Regions from separate parts of the Rattus norvegicus genome. Here region 2 is linked to region 1. Evidence: chromatin contacts called from public Hi-C data. All regions are on one chromosome and are shown on one strand. Each heading gives the region's core, a stretch centred on a gene start, on an enhancer-like site or on the middle of the called end of the contact. The rest is flanking DNA. Distances are from core to core; before and after follow the strand shown.

Evidence for each region. A called contact is a pair of places that touch in the nucleus more often than the background predicts.
Region 2: a Hi-C map of Schwann cells shows a contact between it and region 1, with 4 times the contacts expected there. The contact joins two enhancer-like sites. A contact is called at or near these places in 2 of 12 Hi-C or Micro-C datasets (Schwann cells and frontal cortex).

The regions. Positions count from the first base shown.
Region 1 is chr18:50,625,589-50,629,733 of GRCr8, reverse strand. All of the region lies in intron 1 of LOC108348794 (a long non-coding RNA gene), which reads right to left. Among named protein-coding and RNA genes, the nearest start is that of Zfp608, 19 kb to the right of the region's middle. Within about 2 kb of position 2,028, at least 4 of the 93 cell types and tissues checked have an H3K27ac peak or open chromatin away from gene starts, as enhancers often do. A contact at or near this core is called in Schwann cells, where this site is marked.
Region 2 is chr18:50,810,479-50,814,752 of GRCr8, reverse strand. No RefSeq gene overlaps it. Among named protein-coding and RNA genes, the nearest start is that of Zfp608, 200 kb to the right of the region's middle. Within about 2 kb of position 1,837, at least 41 of the 93 cell types and tissues checked have an H3K27ac peak or open chromatin away from gene starts, as enhancers often do. A contact at or near this core is called in Schwann cells, where this site is marked.

The sequences.
Region 1 (4,145 bases), core at 779-3,278:
ACCTTGAGTCTTGGCTTCTCACCTGGTAATATCTGAACTACACATCATCTTCTCCCTCTTACCTCAGTGATGGAATTTGAAAGTCTGTAGATCAAGCTCCAGCTCTCACTTGAGTGCTTGCTTCACCCCTTCATCAAAACCAGGATTGATTGATTGATTGATTTTGAAATTTTAAGATGAGAATTATGTGAGCTACTTAGTGTCATGACTTGTAGATAGCCTTCAATAAAAGTCACAATCATTCTTTCTGCTAGTTTCAAACCTATTTTAGCTAGCCCGACTGGACTTCTGAAATGTATTCCTTCTGTTTACAGGTCTCAGGTCTCTCTTCAGCTAGCTTGGATAGTTTTCTCTTATGAAACTTGCTTGGTTGATATCTGGCCTTTTACTGGAATGACACTCTCAATCATGGTTGTACCTGCACTTCCTTTCGTGTCCCCAGCAGCATCTTGTCTAGTCCAGGAACCATATTCTAAATCTAACTACCACCTTCACTCGGTCTCTTATTTTGAACTTGAAAACTGGTTCCAAGGAAAATTATGAGTTGCTTAAACATCAGAATAATCTTGTCACTGTCTTGGATGTGCAGCTGTGGACAAGCCACATGCTAACTGAATTTCCAAGTTTTCATCATTAAATGAAGAGTTGTTGAGTTAGAATCTCCTTGAAGGGTTGTGATTGCACATCAGTGTTAAGGTGTTTTCCCAGCATGCCCCGTGTTTGCTTCTCAGTGTGGAAGAGGAAGAGGGGAGGTGGGAAAGGAGGGGGAGAAATAATAAATCAAGAGTGTTCTTTTAAGTTATTTCCAACTAAGAATGTTCGATTTTAATAAGTAAACGTTTACATCTATATTTTATGAGTTACATTTTCAAAGAATTTCTACTGTTGCAAGGTATCGCATCTCACCATTTTCTCCAAAGTTAGGCTACCTGACCAAGACTTTATATGTGCTGTTCTACCTCAGTATCTCCTACACCTGAAGATTTCTAACCCTTTGGCATGTTTATATACATATATACATAACGATGTGACTCATCTATCGATTCCTACCAGAAGCGCAATCTGAGGTTTAGTATTAGAAAACCAGTAAGACCTATTTTAAAGTCTACAGTGTTCAAGATGGATTTCCATCAGATGCCAGGTTTGGTAGCTTCACTGGACAACATAGAAAGAAACAATGCAGCTGGGCAGTGGTGGCACTTACCTTTAATCCCAGCATTTGGGAGGCTGAGTTAAGTGGATCTCTGTGAGTTTGAGGCCAGCCTGGTCCAAAAGAGAGTTTCAAGGCAGTCATGGACTCACAGAAACCCTGTCTCAAAATAAAAGGAAAGGAAAGGAAAGGAAAGGAAAGGAAAGGAAAGGAAAGGAAAGGAAAGGGAAGGAAAGGAAAGGAAAGGAAAGGAAAGGAAAGGAAAGGAAAGGAAAGACATTTCATGGCCTCTGTGGAAATCTGTGTTTCTTAGGTCTCAGAGAAAATAAGTGAAGGCCTTGCAGCAAAGCTTCTGTGAACCCCTTCCATCTTCCAATTTCTACCCTCTGCTCTGTTCCTAAAGCACCTTATAGAAACTACAACATTTTCCTTACACCAGCCATAAAACCGGAAAACCTGACTTTAACCTCCAACTTTCTGTAAATGCTGGCCATAAAAAAATTCTTTGACCTCCTTGTTTGACAGTAAGTAATAAGACCCCCATTCTAGAATACAGTTCACTCCATATCCAGGAGGAAGAGATTCTACAAAAATATAAGTGCAAGAAAAATCTGAACAGACAGGCCTTTCTCGTTGACCTGCTCTGCCTATGCCTAGTGATCCAATCATTCTCGTCCACTCTAAGTTGTTTGCTTCACTGAGCCTTAGCGTGACATAGATGTTTTCCCCTGAGTCTTTCTCCTGAAGGCTTCTATGTCACATAGAGCTATGAGTGACTAAATCTGGTGTGCTTTTCATGGTGGCTTGCATTTGGTTATAGAGGTGACAGCTGTAGGTCTCATGAGGGACAGGAGAGGCATTGTTCTTTCCCACTTACACAGCTTCATGACTCAAAGTACATTTAGTCACAGTGACTTCTATGACCCTCACAACAATCTAATGAGATAAGTAGGGCGAGCTTATTGTCCCAATTTATACGAAAAAAAAAAAAAAAAACTAGGGCACAGAAGAAAACTGAAGTGGCTTGCCCTAGGCAATACAGTTGATTAGTAGCAAGTAGGACAGGAACCCAGGATTCTAACTCCCAATCGACGGTTATTTCCAAGTTGTCTGGCCCTATTCTTAGCAACTGACTTACCCCGTGAAGTGCCCATCACCAAACCTCCAGAGCAGGAAGAGATCTTTCCTATCCACTGGCCACATGACTTTCTTTGTATAGAACTTGTCTTAGACTCAGTCATGAAAAAATACATACATCCATGTACTTCCCTACAGATGAAAAGGTAATGGAGTTACACAGATGTGGCTTATAGTTGCAGATGTGACGTGTTACTAGAGATCAAGACACTGGCTGTGCTCTGCTTTTGTGTACTCTTGCCTCCTCCAATAAGTCCCCCCTAGTGGGATAAGTGTGGAGTTCTTGAAAGAACTATGAGGCCAGATGTTCACGCTTACTGACTTAAACATACCTGCCCAATTTTATTGCTGTTACAATATGTATTTTGACACATAAACCAAACCAGGATAATTAGTAAATCAGAAAAAACCCTCTATTAATACAACTATCTATGTTCTACCTATATGCCCAAGGAAATTTCTTGCGTACGGTCCTGTAGAGTTCTCAAGGCCTCTGTTTTTGTTTCCCATTGGTAACTTCCTGGTTAGAGCTGGATCAAAGTTTGGAGAGTATTTATTTCAGATCTCTTCACTGAAACAAGGCAACTGACACTCAGTTTAAATACCACATGGCTTAGAAATTTTGTCATCCAAAAATACTTGATGTGTTCCCCTCGAGCCCTACGGAGAGAAATATGTCTTTCCTCCCTTTGAAGGGAGTTTTCCCAGTGACACATTTGGCTCTTGTAACCAACTATCTGGGGTTACAAGTATGAGTTTTTAGTATTGGAAGTCCTCCAGTTATCCACTCTGACCCAACAAATTAGGAAAAGGAGTCATCCGAAATGACGAGTGTATGTAATTTTAAAGACTGGTTCATAAAGACCATGCAATTCACTGTCAAAGACCTAGAGTTCCAAGGCCACTGTACTAGAATGGTCATGAGTGCCATTTTGACAAGGTGCCAGACTGTGAGGGCAGTTGCTTTGGACCTTGGAAACCAGACCGTGCTCTAGCTCAGTTCTGCTAAGTCACCTCCAGTGACATCACATCAAACACAAAGGTCCACCAGGAAGGTATGCTCTTACCAATGCCAGCCAAAATTGTGAACCACATCGGATTCAGCTGTCCTTGAAGCTTGCAGGACTGAGCATTGCTTGACACAAAACTATAGACAATGAGAACCCTGGTTGAAACTACAAAGATTGTCAGGATACTTCATTACTGGCTCAGTGTTCTCTCTACCAGAACCCAGTCCTGTGATGTGTCCTTCCAAAATTATTATGGATTCCCTTTCTGAGCTGAGATGCAGCTGTATAGACATTACTTTTTTTTTTTTTTGGTCTACATAAAGTAAAATGCATTTTAATAAGAAAATGAACCTAAGAATGACATTTTTAAAAAGACATATAGGCTTTGCTCATGGTATATTTTTATATTACCCTTGGATAATCACAGAAGAGAAATTTGAGAACAATTTGAACAGAGAAAATTTACTCTAAAGAGTTAAACAGAGGCTGAAGTGATAGGTCCAGGTTATGAGTACATAGTGCTCTTCCAGGGGACCTGAGTTCAGTGTCTACAACCCCAGTAGAATGTCACACAGCTGCCTGTAACTCCAGCAGGTATAATAATCTCTTCTGGGATCTTTAGGGTGCCTGAATTCAATACAAAAAGAGAGAGGGAAACAAAAAAGACACCCACTCCCCAAAAAAACAACAAAACAACAAAACAACAAAACAAAAAAACAATCCGTAAGGGCCGAACATATGAATCACTGGAAGAGTACTTGCTCTCCTCACTCCTATTCCTAGTTCTGGGTTCCTGGAGTAACCTCTGGATCTTTGCATAGGTTCTAGGGATCCAATCTCAGCTCTCT
Region 2 (4,274 bases), core at 588-3,087, 190 kb before region 1:
AAAGGATTCTTATCATTCATTTAGCTTAATAACACAACACGTATATTTGTCAATCAAATTAGAATTACTGTCAGCCCGTAATGCATTTTCGTTTAGCCAATATCAGTCAGTCCTGATTTATTTGCTTAATACAAAATCTAATTGAGTTTCAGGCTGCTTTCCTCTCAGCTGTTAACCGACCAAGTACATCTTTAATTTCCAAGAGCGATGGCGTGCTAGCCATAGAGAGGAAGAACGATCTGCAGCCGGCCCCAGAAGGGTGCCAAAACTCTTCACGCTTTAAACAACAGCCTTTATTATTCTGTAAGTGGATGTGTTGAATTTTCATGCTTTTGTTTCGAGTTCAGTCCTGACAGCAAAGAATAAAGTAGATTTTGCCAGCACCCCTGCTGTGCCCTGGGGGAGAAATTCAATGTGACTCATTTGTCTTAATTGGAGACCCGCCTTCAGCACCAGCTTCTTCTATGAATACATTAGCATAACAGACAAAATCCAAGCCTACTTTTGTAGCAATAGGCCCCCCACCCCTACACACACACACACACACACACACACACACACACATACTTTTTTTTTTAAAGACTAATAAAATCTGCAAGTGAAGTGGGTTTGGTCTCCTGGATTCCTTAGACTTGTGCTTGTAAAATTCATCAAGCTTGTTCTATCTCGGTGCTGTTATTAGAGCCAGTCATGAAGAATGTGATAAATATCGCACATGACAGCAAGCTGAAGGCCTCTCTTTATTCTTCATAATGTGCTAATCCCACAGCCTTGTTCTTTGACTGGTTATGCAGCTTTTTCCGTGGGGAGAGTTGGTTTTACACAGACGTGGCGACTGTGGAGCTGTTCTGAACGAGTGGGGAGGGGGCAGGGGACTTAGTGGCGAAAGAAAAATCCTTACTTAGGTGAATTTATTAACAGTAAAACAAATGTGGTTGTCTCCTTCAAGCCAGGATGTTAAACTCTTGCCAGTTTATGGGAGAAATATTCAATTTGTCTTCAGGTTTTTCATATGACAAAAGGGCTCCGTGTCTGGACAAACAGCCTGGCTGCTTAAATCATTTCCTTGCCCAGATCCCTCTCTATCAGATTGAACTAATGGAATTTAAAGGTGGCTATTTCAAAGGAAATATTTCCTCCCCATGTTCCCTGGGCCAGAGTTAATTCTTTGAGCACATCTGTTCACCTTGTTTGCCTCGGCCAGTGTGTGAAGGAGATGAAAAGCGAGGAAAAAAAGTATCCCCCCCCCCAAGAAAAAAAAAATATATCCTGGAAGTGTATCTGCCTCTCAAAAATTACCTAACAAATCTCTATCTGTCTCTGTCTCTTTCTCTCTCCTTCCGTCCCTTCCCCACTCTCTCTACCTCCCCCAACACCTCCCTCCCTCCCTTTGCCCCCACTTTCCTTGTCTGCAACTAACATTCACCACCTCATTTCCTAGAATGCTTCCAGGAATTTCAAATAAGATAGGGTATTGGGTCTGTGGGTCTGTGCGCTTTTGTTCTTGCTGTAAAGCACTTGTTTTGTTTTGCATTATTCTGTATGCCCACTTAAAAATTAAATACAGTTTGAGTCAAGTCCTCCCGGGTAAAGAGAAGGCAAAATCATTTTTGGAATAATAATGAGGAGATACAGAAATTCTTATGACCCAGAGAGAATCAATTCTTCCTTCTATGTAAATCCCAACAGGAGTTTTGCCACATTTAAAAGCTGAGATGGCTTCCTAAGAAGCTTCCAGGGAAAACAGAGACTGAGGCTGGCACCTCCCACCCCTGGCATTCTCCTCAACCCAATAAACAATTGACAGGCTGTGCTGAGGCAGTGTGTGTCAGGAACTGGGAAAGAAAGGTTTGCTTTCTTGTGTAAATGAATATAAAAGGAATCACTTGGCTTGATCGGTCCTGTAAGAGGCCGTCAGCTGGCCACTTTATTGCTTGTACCGTTTACATTACAAGAGTCACAAGCAGGTTAAGGGGTTTATCTGATAATTCTCCTTGCTTTCTAAACAAACATTCTAGCCACAGGGAAAGTTTTTTTAATCACCCAACTCCTCCAGTAACTCACACCCTGTCCTGTCTGGGCCAGGAGGAGAAGAGTCATTTTCTGGGAATCCATTTTCTCACTCCCGTCATCTCAAACTCCTTGTTGTATGATGGTAGGCTTCTAGCAGTGTCCAGATATTATAAGGAATGAGAAATGAGAGGCGAGAAGACAGAAGTGAGGGCTGGGGCGAAAGGTTTTCCTGGGAGGTTGTTGCTGGGATCATTATATATAATTTACAATTGAAGAGGTTTCTTAACATTGGGAGTGATACCCGTTCATTATATCAAGGTGAGGAAGTTCCAATACCAATAAAAATAAATACATAAAAGCCACTGCTGTGAGAACCCTATGGCAGAAACACAGACAAACGTGTGTCTTTCCACAGTGTCAGAATTTCACTGAACAACAATACATTCACTAGGATTAGCAGTGTCAGTGCTCTGTAGCCTCGCTGAGGTGAATCGAGACTCTTTATTCCAATCTTAGTTACTAGTATTGTCTTTTACTTCCCACACTATGGAGTAAATACACACACACACACACACACACACACACACACACACACACATCTATTTGTGTGTGCATGAGGTAGTGGATGGATGCTTGCCAAAGAACGACAGCAGAATTCATACTTTTCCAAGTGGGCTGAGAAAGTATGTATTGATAGGGGGACAAACCAGACCAGTCTCCAGTGGGGACTGGGCCTGGAACTGTTGGAATCTGGTCTGTGAGAGAAGGTACAGGATTCATCAGAAGGGTTGAAGGCTGAATGTGATCAAGAAAACAATCAGGAGCTTGAGACAGTAAATCTGTTCCAGGTGCAAATGGACAGGCAGGAAGTGCCCGGTAGACTGTGTCAACATCTGGAGGGTACAGAAGTCAGGGAGTCCTTGTTTGGAGACTCCAGGTATGAGATGTTCAGTCATGATTTTCATGTTGGATATCCACCACTTTATTGATCAGGTAAATGAGTTACCCTTGTTCCTTGGTCTAGTGTGCCTAGTAAATTCTTGGGGCTGGACTATATGCCCACATGTTCCCACAGTTTCAATTCTATTCCATAGATTTATAGGGTGGCTCACTGTGTATTTCAGGAATAAATCATCTCTCAGTCCGTGCTGGAGGATGCTGGACAGATGGTATAGTTTTTGCCTCCACCCATGAGCTACCGACTCAAAAGCTACCTCGTGAAGTGGGGTTTCCTAGTACAGTGCACGACCTAAAAGACATCCATCCATACAATATGTAGTAACTTAGGGTAGGGCATAGCCTGATCTCAACAGCCATGCATGGATGTTTCTTTATAGTGCTCTGGTTTCTGAGAAATACCCAGAATTTGTCACAGACACAAACAAATTTATATTTTAAAAAGCATCAATGGCGTGTGGCTCTGTGGGATAGCACTTGCCTGGTAAGTAGCAAGACTCTAGGTTCCATCACCTAGCGCTGCGAAAATAAACTCCTGATGCATGTAATAATGCAAAGACTCTCTGCTTGACTAGGTCGGGCTCCTGCATGCTTTGTTTTTAATTAAACCCTGTCCTTCAAAACGGCAACCAACAGATTGGGAAAAGATCTTTACCAATCCTACAACAGATAGAGGCCTTATATCCAAAATATACAAAGAACTCAAGAAGTTAGACCGCAGGGAAACAAATAACCCTATTAAAAAATGGGGTTCAGAGCTAAACAAAGAATTCACAGCTGAGGAATGCCGAATGGCTGAGAAACACCTAAAGAAATGTTCAACATCTTTAGTCATAAGGGAAATGCAAATCAAAAACAACCCTGAGATTTCACCTCACACCAGTGAGAATGGCTAAGATCAAAAACTCAGGGGACAACAGATGCTGGCGAGGATGTCGAGAAAGAGGAACACTCCTCCATTGTTGCTGGGATTGCAGACTGGTACAACCATTCTGGAAATCAGTCTGGAGGTTCCTCAGAAAATTGGACATTGAACTGCCTGAGGATCCAGCTATACCTCTCTTGGGCATATACCCACAAGATGCCCCAACATATAAAAAAGACACGTGCTCCACTATGTTCATTGCAGCCTTATTTATAATAGCCAGAAGCTGGAAAGAACCCAGATGCCCTTCAACAGAGGAATGGATACAGAAAATGTGGTACATCTACACAACGGAATGTTACTCAGCTATCAAAAACAATGACTTTATGAAATTCGTAGGCAAATGGTTGGAACTGGAAAATATCATCCTAAGTGAGGT